2 separate regions of the Mus musculus genome follow, and region 2 is linked to region 1. The links are chromatin contacts, called in public promoter capture Hi-C maps. All regions are on one chromosome and are shown on one strand. The core of a region is the stretch at or near the end of the contact, and the rest is flanking DNA. Distances in the headings are between cores, read along the strand shown. Region 1 overlaps Ubr4 (ubiquitin protein ligase E3 component n-recognin 4). Region 2 overlaps Aldh4a1 (aldehyde dehydrogenase 4 family, member A1).

What was found. Promoter capture Hi-C pulls out the DNA fragments that hold promoters and counts their contacts.
Region 2: a contact with region 1 is called in a promoter capture Hi-C map of liver, with 3 times the contacts expected there. The contact joins two enhancer-like sites. A contact is called at or near these places in 10 of 39 promoter capture datasets (the 3T3-L1 cell line, cranial neural crest, embryonic stem cells and 5 more), 2 of 484 Hi-C or Micro-C datasets (the AML12 cell line and cranial neural crest), 12 of 115 datasets of contacts at active chromatin or transcription factors (T-cell acute lymphoblastic leukemia, bone marrow-derived macrophages, differentiating embryonic stem cells and 6 more) and 4 of 9 other capture datasets (adipose tissue, embryonic stem cells, liver and 1 more).

What each region holds. Positions count from the first base shown.
Region 1 is chr4:139,397,439-139,403,252 of GRCm38.p6, reverse strand. It overlaps Ubr4 (ubiquitin protein ligase E3 component n-recognin 4), which reads right to left. Exons shown (of 106, transcript NM_001160319.1): 11 at 5,769-5,814; 12 at 3,592-3,691; 13 at 3,319-3,456; 14 at 2,811-2,928; 15 at 1,785-1,972; 16 at 585-744; 17 at 421-506. Among named protein-coding and RNA genes, the nearest start is that of Ubr4, 20 kb to the right of the region's middle. Within about 2 kb of position 2,527, at least 2 of the 459 cell types and tissues checked have an H3K27ac peak or open chromatin away from gene starts, as enhancers often do. A contact at or near this core is called in liver, where this site is marked.
Region 2 is chr4:139,627,788-139,633,601 of GRCm38.p6, reverse strand. All of the region lies in intron 1 of Aldh4a1 (aldehyde dehydrogenase 4 family, member A1), which reads right to left. Among named protein-coding and RNA genes, the nearest start is that of Aldh4a1, 7.8 kb to the right of the region's middle. Within about 2 kb of position 3,326, at least 15 of the 459 cell types and tissues checked have an H3K27ac peak or open chromatin away from gene starts, as enhancers often do. A contact at or near this core is called in liver, where this site is marked.

The DNA of each region.
Region 1 (5,814 bases), core at 1,278-3,777:
GGTGGGGAGAACCGTGCAGTTGCGTGCTCACATTCAAGGTCCTGGACTCAGTTTTGATGGTAGTTTGTAAAGGAGAACATGTCTCTTGTGATCGAATTGCTCCTTGAAATCCTTTTACTCTGTATTTCCCCAAAGACGGGTGAACATTTATCAACCATATGTTGTAAATAAATAGCTTTTGGTGAGTACCACCTACTGGTCTACTATGAGAAGCACTGGGAGTTTTTCTGTTTTCTTCCTTTAATCTTCATGACTTGGGGAAAGAACATCTTTTTCTTCCATCGATCCTAACCTCTACACAGGGCAACACAGACCACCCAGGCACAGAGTCAGGACAAAGCATCCTTCAATGATGAGAACCACCACGTTCCAGGGAAAGCATGAAGTGCTCCCTCCTGGGCAGCAACAGTGCACACCCACCTGCAGGTTTGGGGACTGTAGGTCAGAAGTCACCAGCGAGTGGTTGAAGTGATAGAGAGCAGCAGCAAAGTCCTCATCTGATGACCCTTTGGACAGAGGGAGACAGTTACTCAGGAACTTGGAACCCTAAGTGCCCTGCAGCAGCACCCAGCCTTTCCACTGACCCTTGAGTCCATCTTTGTCCACCTCCTTAATGATGCTGGCCAGAGTGGCCATGTGGTGCTCTGAGAGAGAGGCGCTCAGATAGCTCCGGATGAAACTGTTTCGAGAGTTCAGCATGGAAGTCGTGATGAAGTTCAGGATGTTGGAAGCCAGGCCTGAGAACTAAAGGAACAGAAACAACTCAGAGCAGTGGCGTGGCGTCAGGGATAAAGCTTCTGCCAACCCTGAATTCAACCAGAATTATACAAGCCAAAAGTGAAGGCTCTCACTAAGTCTCCTAGTGGGAATGTCCGTGATGAAACTAGCTGCACAGAAGGCCAGACCCACTCCATGCAGCCAACCTCAGAAAACACTGTGTAAGGAGGACCTCTGAGCTGATCCAGTCCCTGACCCTCAAGACGGTACCAGTAACATACTGAAGACTGACCCTACATCAATGATTACTACACATATTCTCACTTTTCTCTCTATTATTAAATTAGTTTATCATTATTGTAAAAACTAATTATTGAATGATGATATAAGGGCTAGAGAGTTGGCTCAGTGGTTAAGAGCACTGGCTGCTCTTCCAGAGCTCCTAAGTTCAATTCCCAGCAAGCACATGATGGCTCACAACCATGTGTAGTGGGATCTGATGCCCTCTTGTGCTGTGTCTGAAAAGAGCTACCATGTACTCATATACATAAATATTAAAAAAATACATATAAATGTTTTATGCCCATAACCTTGACATGAAGCTATATAAGGCTACATTAGAGAATTGTACTTGACTCATTACTCTGATAAACTATCAGAATAGGGGCTGAAATACAGAAGAAAATCAATAAATATTGGTTGAATCAATAAGTAAGTATTTATGATGCGCCGAACCTATTCTAGAGGCTTTGAAAACACTCTTTCACAATGCCTTCAGGGCAAGTACAGTCACTCCCCAACAAGGACACATTCAGACTCTGGCCCAGGACCAGTAAGGTTCAAATCAACTTCTACTTACTTATTCCTAGAGACTGTGCTAGTAACTGTCAGCACTGGAAGCGTGCTATTTAATGACATGATCACTACTTGAAGTCCTGCAGAGACAGAGCTAAGGACTGCGGTATCCAACTTATAAATGCTTTAGCTCCGACGCCATATGCTTCACAGATCAACCACTCACTGTACTCAAGCAGTCTCTCCCACAGAACCTCAGAAACCAGTCTTACCAACTCAGGGTCTTTGCGGCTGGCCAAGATGTTGCCCTTCTCACCAGATGCCTGCTTATTGGGGCTTTTAACCCGAGGAGAGCTCTCCAGGGGAGGGGGTGGTGGAGGAGGTGGAGGCGCAGCTTTTTCTTTACTGGGAGAGATGGTCTCCTCAAACCACTGCCCCAAAATAGGCTCACTGTCATCATCTGAAGAGAAAGAGCATATCACGAAAACGCAATTTTTATGTATGTGAACCTGTTTTTCTATAGCTGCTGGGGTCAAAGATCACAGGACATCCTGATGCTGAGGACAGGAACTGACCCTGTCAATCTGTCAAGATCTAAATGGATAAACAAGTGCTTCTACCTTATTATACATGGGTTACAGTAAAACTGATTTCTTATGAGGTCCAACAACAGAAGAGAACCCATGTCCTCTTATCTCCCTGCCTGGAAAGGGGTCAAACATTTATAAGAGCAAACAAGTTTCATCACCCAAGATGGTAAAAATCGTGCCCCTTGGGGTTTCACATTGTTTCACACACTTGAGCATGGAAAAAAAGTCAAACAAACAAAAACCAGAGACCACCCCTCTACACATCTTCAGCTCCTCTCTATGTGCTCCTCAGCTACAAGCCCATGGTTAAACCCAATCCCTGCCACGTGACCTTTTGACCTGTGCAGGAAGGACAGAGGTCCCAGCATAGGGAACAAAGGAGCAAACATGAACATTTTGGTTTTGGCAGAGAGAAAGCAGTCATTAGCATTTCACCTTTGACACTCCACTTACTGCCTAGCCCAGGCCGGCCTCCGACTCAGTAAAGCCCATTAGTACTGACCGTGGGCGTCTGCTCTTCCTGCCTCACAGTGCTGGGACTACAGGAGTGTGAGAGCACCTGGATTATGGCTGGAGGGGATCTAGCCCAGGCTTCATGCACTCTAGGCAAGCACTTTCCCACCACTCTCTGACCCTCAAGCTGCTCTTAAACAGCACACCACTTTGAGAATACATAAAAGTGAGGGCAGAGGGGCTATCTCTAGCTACCTTGGCTGCTGTCCTCCTCTGTGCTACTGAAGTCATCCTCATAGTACGTGTTGGAGTCGGTGGAGGCGCTGGCATCACTGCTCATGGAGCCCTTCCTCTGCCGCTGCAGGACACACGCCTAGGGAAACACAAGCGTGAGGAACACATGAGCCAGAGACAGAGCCAGGAGCTTGAGTGTCCACCATGCTTCTGCTTCAAATGTGTCACGATGGACCACCAGGGTCAGCAGACAGCTAAAACTGGCAATCAATAACCACTTCCAAAGCACCACAAACTACTCTGTCAAGATCAGTACAGTGACATCATGTGCCTATAATCCGAAGAGGCTAACGCAGGAGGACCAACTGCATGCAGGAATGCTAGCCCAGATTAGGAAGGGAGACAGAAAGAGAAGAGGAGTAGTCTAGGGAGGATTCCATTCTAAAACCACCACCACAGTCTGCATTCTTAAACATCATGGTCTCTGTCCACTTTACTCCAATTCATGAATGGCTTGACTCCCACCCACCTTTCTGTATGAAGTTGAAAGTAAAGTCAAGAGCAGGTTTGTCAGTGGGACAGAGTCAATCAGCCGTTGAATCCTTTGTGTGGAGGTGCTCTGGGCCATAATACTCAGGACTGCAGGGGGGCCATCTGTCTCCCAGCCCTGATGATAACAAAAATCAAAGCATATTAGTCGTATTACTCTGGGCAAAAAAAAAAAAAAAAAACCTTACTGATGCTCTAGTTAGCATCCCAAGTCGCCCCAGCAACCAACCCGAGGACTCCAGAGCCTCCGCACCTTGTGGAGTGCCTCCACCTGCAAGTCTTGAAAGAGAGACGCCAGCAGCTTGATGGCATGGTTTGCCAGTATCACCGAGAGTACCCCAAATCCCTGATGCCTATACAAATAACAGAAGCTCAGACTTAAAAACCATTAGCAATGAATCACAACCTCAGAAATGGCCATTATCCTGCCAAACTGGCATCCCAGATCCCTTTACAGATCTACAAACTTCCCTCTGAGGATAGACTACTCTACACACACACACACACACACACACACACACACACACACACACACGCGTGCGAGCGCACACACACTCACGCACGCACTCACGGACATCACCCTAGCACTACAGCTTACTAACCCCAAAGCCCATGTACAAACTTTCACAGGATCGACAGGCTTCATAGCAAGAACTTCTTCCAAATGAAACTATTTCATACTATTTCACATCACTTCAAAGCTGTTGATCAAAAAATGATTAAACTTTAAAGAAGTAATTTTTTTGAGGGTTGGCAAGATGGCTTTAGAATGTAAAGGTGCTTGCTGCCAAGCCTAGTAATAATCTTGAGTTCTATCCCCAGGAACCACATAATGAAAGGGAGAGAATCAACTCCTCCAAGCTGTATTCTGACCTCCACGATGTACCACTCACTGCACATGCACACACCACTCCTAAACACACACACTCACAACGGGAAATAAGCATAAGGGTAAAAGGTCCCTGGATGTTGTTCCTCAGAGGCGAGTTTCTACCTCTCCAGTGCTAGATTTACACTCGCACATGGGTTCTCAAAACTGGGCGTAGGTCCATCCACGTGAGTGCAAACACACCTGGCTGAGCTAGTTCTCTGGCTCCCCATGGAACAGGTCTGATGGCAGAGTCCCGCTGATGCTAAATATTTCTACTTCCACCTCAGCCTGAACTATCTATTCCTATCCAAACACAACACGGCTCCTAGCAGCCTCTTGCTCTGGCTTCTTTTTTTCACAATAATTGTGACAACTCATAATAGACTTGCTGGCTGCTTTTTCCCTTAGTAAATAAAAGCCAAAATGGGAGTGGTAGCAGATTCCTGGAAAATCTGGTACTTGGGAGGGTAGGCAGAAGGACCAGGAGCTGTAGGCCATCAGCTACATAGCAAATGTGAGACCAGCTAGGCTGTTAGAAACCATATCTCAAAACAAATCAAGGAGAGGAAAAGGGACAGAACTGAGAGGTGGCTCTAAGATCCAGGGAATCTGAAGCCCTTTTCTGGTCTCCAGGAATGCCTATGGCATACATACATACATACATACATACATACATATATGCATACACACACACACACACAAAACACCCAGATAAATAAAGAGAGCTGGCTCAGCAGTTAAGAACAGTAGTTGCTTTTGCAGAAGATCGAGCTTTGGTCCCCAGCACCCACACAGGGAGTTGCAACCATGCATAAGTCCCATTCCAGGGGATCTGATGCACTCTTCTGACTTCCGTGGTAAGTAGGCATGTGCGTGGTACAATTCTATGTATGCAGGCAAAACACACGTAAGATAAATCTTTTTTGTTTTGCTTTGTTTTGTTTCAAAACAGGGTTTCTCTGTGTAGCCCTGGCTGGCCTTGAGCTCAGAAATCCGCCTGCCTCTGCCTTCAGGTGCTGAGACTAAACCAGCTGATAAGTCTTAAAATAATTAAAACTAAGCAAATAAAATACAGCCAAGTATATAAAATAATTTAAAATAATAAACACAGCTCTAGCGATGCCTTGATTAAAGAAATGCTTGAGCAGCACATTCCATTCGCCGGTGCGCACTTCCTAGCAAGCACACCTCAGCTTTTGATCTGAACTTGCTGCAGACTCTAAATATACGTCAGACTTCTTTCTCCTTGTCACAGATGAGGAAATGGGATTAAAACCAACCATGACCTATCCAGATGCTGGGGCAAGAAAATGGAGCGAGGAAAGCATCTTCTATTACTATTTTTGCTATTAAATTCACACAGCTGGAAGAGGAGTCCTCTGACACAGAGAAGCCAGCTGGCTTTAATGCTCGAGGCAGTGTGCTCAGTATGCATAGGCCCCTCAACAACCTACAGCAGGCAGTAACCAAGCGCTGATGTGGGGCGAGCAGCTCATCACCCTGGGAAACAGGGAACACAGCACAGCATTCAGAAATGGAGCTTGCAGGCAGACACACACCCTTTGCCAGGCCCCAGTTTGGGAGAGCCCACTCCCTCCTTTGTAC
Region 2 (5,814 bases), core at 2,077-4,576, 230 kb before region 1:
GACAACTGGCTTTGGGTCTAAGACTTAGAAATCATAACCCTACCCCTGTGTGTCTTGGGGTGCATGACTCGCCCGCTCTAAGTCTGTTTCTACAGCTACTGAATGAGAAGACGCCACCAACCCCCTGAAGTCATTTTGTATATGTTAGAGACCCATTGTCTCTCTCTCTTTTTTTTTCCCCTGAAATTCACTTCACAGAGTCAGGCTTTCTCTACACTGAACAGGTAGCCTGTGAGGGCTGAGTCTCTCAGTGTGAGCCAGAGAGATGCCCTCAGCAGAGACCTGGCATTCAAGTGGGCAAGGGCATCAAATATGGACCACAAACTTGGGAGGACTGGCCTGGGTCCTGGGTGTAGCAACAGGCAGGGCTGGTTCAGAGAACCAACGTCCCATTCCTGTTACCTAATTGGTGAATGATCACCATCTCCTTCCTTGTCTAGGAGCACGAAGAGGGGAAGATAGAAGGAATGTCACCAGCAGCTGGGGTCCCACCATTCCAGAGCTAAAGGCTCAGCTCTTCCACTTCCCAGATGTGGGATGTCCCCACAGGTCCCAGATTCTTTGTAAATGAGGACAGCTCAGAGGACATCTTAATGTTGGCAACACTAACAGAGCACAGACCCCAGGGCAGGCCTCATCAACTGTCCAGATACAAGTTCCCTATGGAATAAGTCAGTTGATCATTTTATCATGACAATGACTAGCTCAAGGCTGAAATGAAAAGAAACCTGGATTTGAGTCTAGACCAGCAGTTCTCAATGTGTGGGTCATGACCGCTTTGAGGGTCACATATCAGATAGGCTGCATATCAGATATTTTACAATTTATAACAGTAGCAAAATTACAGTTATAAAGTAGCAATGAAATTATGTCTGGGGAGCCACCACACCATGAGGAACCATATTAAAGGGTCACATCATTAGGAAGGTTGAGATTAGCTGATGTAGACAAAGCCAGGTACCATGTGTGAGATGCTGGGGTATGTTACCACATGCCTGGGGTTCGGGCTGGGTGATCTGAGGGGACAGTTCAGAAAACCAGGAGTGCTCTCTCTGGGCCGGGTTTTGTGATGCTACAGTTGGGCAGAGAAGCAACCCCTCTCCGAGTGCTGCTTTGTGGGAACATAGTGGCCTGGACTACACTCAGACAAGATGAAGCGATCGATCTCTCAGAGAAAAGCTCTAGGCTGGTCCTCCTCCAGCGGAGCCACGCCCATCAGGAGTGAGCGGCCAGGCTGAGGGAGCACGGCCACAGCCACGTGTTTCTCCTTTTCCACGAGAAGGAGTGCAAGGGCCATGAAGGTTGAGTCAGGGAGGTCTGGAGGGGGCACATGCCAGAAGGAGGCCAGAACAGAGAGGTGGGGGAAAGGCCAAGATGGCTGAGGGGGAGGAAGAGGGACATTTGCTGACCAGATCTTCAAGAAGAGAGAAACTAAGAATCTACCTGGAGGTGGTGAGGGAAGGTGTCCACGCTCCCTCCACGGCCACACCCAGAGGCCACGTCACATTCCTTGGCCTCACCCTTGTCTGGCCAATGACCCAGACCTACCTCCCTTAAGCTCCAGAACAGAATAGTGAAACCCATTAGGTTACTATGGAGACCGGGCAGCTCTTAGCTGGCAAAGCTAGAGAAATCTGCCATGTCCCCCCTTCCTCCTGAAGTCCTGGCAACAGGGAGAGAGGTGTTTGGAGTTTCTAGGGGCTGACAGTGGGAAGGTAAAAATCTCGCATGTGGACCCATGTCCAACAGGCCTCCAGGCCTCCCCCAACCACCCACTGCATTGGACAATGTCATTCCTGGAAGCAGATGAATCAAAGCCAACCGTCCCAGCCAGTCAAGATCCCTCTCCAACAGCAGGGCTCATCTACTCCTCTGGGAGGCCTGCCTGGAGCCTGCTTCCTCAGCCCAAGAACACTACAGGGTACCCTCAAAAGTCACCTCCAACTGTGCGTGAACAAGCCAGGCATTCCTTGCCCACTGGGTCCAGATAGATGTACCAAGGCTCAGGAGTTCCCAAAGACCCCACCCATCCCCAACCAGGATCATACTCAGGACAGATCCAGCTCTGGTGGGGAAAAAGTCAGCAGATACCCCGCCCACACAGGGTCTCTCTTCCCTGCCATTCTGCCATTCCCCCACCCCCCAAAGCAATGCCAGAAACAGAAGTCCCACAGGCCTCCCTCCACCCTCCCCAAGGCAGAGACCCACTGTGACCTCAGGCTCTTGGACCGTCTCCAGGTCCTGAGGAGGCAAGTTCAAAAATCACGTTGAGCCTGAGTTAAGTGGTTCCAAAACTAACAAGCTTTTCTCCCAGTGCGCTGTGTTTTTTTTCTTTTTGGCTAGTGATCTGTCCTGACTTAACAGGCACCCCTCCAGTGGCTTAGACGAAGATGGAGGCAGATCAGTTGGCAAGACTTAAGGCTTCCAGGACAGTGGTTTTCAACCTTCTGAAAGCTACAATTCTTTAATATAGTTCCTCAAGGTGTGGTGACCCCCGACCATAAAGTCATTGTCGTTGCTATTTTTTTTAAGGAATGTTTTTTGTTTTTTAAAGATTTATTTATTTATTATATGTAAGTAGACTGTAGCTGTCTTCAGACACTCCAGAAGAGGGAGTCAGATCTTGTTACGGATGGTTGTGAGCCACCATGTGGTTGCTGGGATTTGAACTCAGGACCTTCGGAAGAGCAGTCGGGTGCTCTTACCCACTAAGCCATCTCACCCGTTCCTACTTTTGTAACTATAATTTTGCTACTGTTGTGAATCTAATGTATTTTTGGAGATAGAGGTCTGTCAAAGGGGTAGCTACCGGAAGTATGAGAGCTCTAAGAGGATTCCTGAAGGCCTTTCTAGGCAGGACGGTTTTCCTCATTCATTCATTCATTCACTCATTCATTCATTCATTCATTCATTCATTCATTCATCCATCCATCTATGCAGTCAGCTAGGTTTGCCCAAAGCAACAACACAGGTTTACTCCGCCCACCAGGTGGTTTACTCTCCACAGGTTTCTGAGCTCAACCCGGATCTCAATCCTCCCGCTGTGGAGAGAGAGGAAGCACAGGGCAAGGTCTACACCCACCCAACTCATGCTTCCTGGCAACCTGGGCTAACCCGCTAAGGACGGGGCCAGGGCCTGAGCCAGAAAGCTCTTCTTCCTTGCAAGCTTCAGAGACCACGTCCCCTTCCCCCACCTAGTGGCAGGAGATGTCACGGTTTCCAGGAAGAACCTGAGCCAGCAAACTCAGCACTCTTGAGAGGAGGAGACCAGGTGAAAGAGGGCTTGGCTCCACCCTGTCCAAGGTTCAATAGTGCCATCCTCATTCATCAGAGTCCGACGTAACAGTCAAGTCTCCGCCGCTATCTCCAGGCTGCTTATGCCATAACCAAAGCTACGCCATCACCCTGCCTCTCCAGTGCCAGGGACCTGTTCTGAGGAGGACGCAGCTAAGCAACTTAGTCATCGTGAATGCGACAGAGAACGCCCACACAGAAACCTCCTGGACACAAGCCGATCCAAGGGGACCTCTTTCAACCAGGGGCTGCTGCAAAAGGGGTGGGCATGACACTGCCACACTACGATACATCTGTTACGATTGCACGGGTCCACCCAATGGGTGAGTGAGCCCGTGATTTTCTATATGGCAGAGTGGACTATGTTTTCTTTCTAATGTGTCACGGCGTAGACGGGAAGATCAAAAATCAACTAAGAGTCAGTCAGGTCTCTGCTTCTACTGCATGGATCCTGAGAACCAAGCTTGGGTCGTCAGGCTTGGCGGCGAGCGCCTTCGCCTGCTGAGCCAGCTTGCAGGCCCCAGCCCCAGACTTGAACATGAAAACCGGATTGAGGGAGACTCACCTTAAAACCACTTCTTCTACAATGAAGACTCAGATCCTCGGGAGCCCTTAGGCTCATTCCCCATCACACATTCCTTGCAGAAGCACAGCCGGCCCGTCCTTTCCTCAGACCTCCCATCACACTTGGATGTCCCTCACCGGTGGGTCCCCCACCCCACCCTCAGGTCTGAGGGGGCTTTCCATCATCTCAAAGCCAAGCAGGGGGATTTGGGCCAGAGCCTGAGCATCCGATCCGGAAGCAGCCTGTGTCCCTTCCAAGCAACCCCACACATAAGCGCCGGCAGAGAGCAAGCCTGGGAGTGTGAGGGTGTGAGAGCCGACAGCAGACCTTCAGGACTGAGCTTGTGGTCTGGACCTCCTGCTAGCTAAGTACCAGGTCAAGAAGTAAGTAGAGGTTATCTTGTTCCCTTCAGCTGCCTGTTTCCCAGTTGTAATCTGCAGCCTGATAAAGCAAATCCCCCTTATCACTCAATTAGGTGTAATTAAGGTAGCAGTGGAGGCTCCCGGGGAGAGGAAAGTACAGGCTCAGGGTGGGGCAGTCGACAGGAGCACTTCACCTTGATGCCCTGGAAGACACTGTAGCTCATCCCCTGAGCTCTGAGCACTGAGCAGAGTGAGGTGTGGACACTGTCCTTGTGTCCTTTCTAACGCCATGATAAAAGAGTCTGACAAGAAGCAACTTGGGGACAAAAAGGTTTCTGTTAGTTCACCACCCGGGTCTGTCACTGTAGGGAGACTTCAGAGGCAGGCGCTTGAGACAGCTGGTCACAGCCACAGTCAAGAGCAGAGAGAAGAGAACACATACGTGTTCAAGAGCTTATGCTCAGCTCGGAAGCTCCTGCCTAGGGAATGACGCCACCCACAGTGGGTTGGGTCTTTTCAGAATTAACTCAATTAAGACATTCCCCTACAGGCCAACTCAAAGTAGAAAGTCTCTCACTTGGATTCTCTTCCCAGGTGTTTCTAGGTTGTGTCAAGCTGACAGTTAAAGCTGACCATCGGGTACAGGGACCCTCGTAATGTACTAGGTTGCACTGTGACCCCATTTTATGGATAAGTCAACTGATACTCAGAGATAGCATTACTCCTTTACAGCTCCTGGTCACAGCTCATCTGTAATGGCACAAACTTATAAAGTCAGGAGATATAGTCTGTGGTCAAAGGATATCTCAGAGATCTTGGGCCAGCCTGGATGACGGGGCAGGTCAATCCCCTGACCACACAGTGCAAAGGAACCACTCACTTCCCATGTGGAGGAGGGGAATGCCTCAGATGGACAGTCACTAGCACTGCAGCCCAGCCTTCACTGTGCACTATGTAGACCCGGCTAACCTCAAACTCAGAGATCTGCCTGCTCCTGCCTCCAAAGCACTAGAATTAAAGGTATATGCCACCACACCCATCCTGGAGTACTCTCTTGCTGTCCAGCTGTCCTCAGTATTTCTGTCAGGGCTGGCCACACAAGGCAGCCGACTGTGGGAGAGAGATGGGTCACCAGATTACAACAAGCCTCAGTTTTCTGGGTGCTGAGCATGTGTCAAACAATCCATGAACTCATGCAAACCCCAAGATAAGCAAGGCCTTGTGATGAAGGCTTGTAATCCCAGTTACTCCGAGGCTGGGGCAGAGAGGTTGCAAGTTCAAGGCCAGCCTGGGCAACTTAGCAAGACTCTATCTCAAAATAAATGTTAAAAGGGGGGTGGGGGGGGCTGGACAATCAGCCCCATGGTAAGTACCTGTTTTACACACACAGGCTCTCAACACTGCAAAAAAACCCAAACTATCCCGATGTCAAGACAACCATGTGAGAGTCGGCTACTGATACCTCCCACATGACAACTCGAGGTTGCACTGTAAAGCCAAGCCAACTGCACAGAACCACAGCACAGCTTAGAGGTGGAGCCAGGATCCAAGCTGCACTCCGTTCTGGGTCATTTTGACAGCAACAGTTCAACA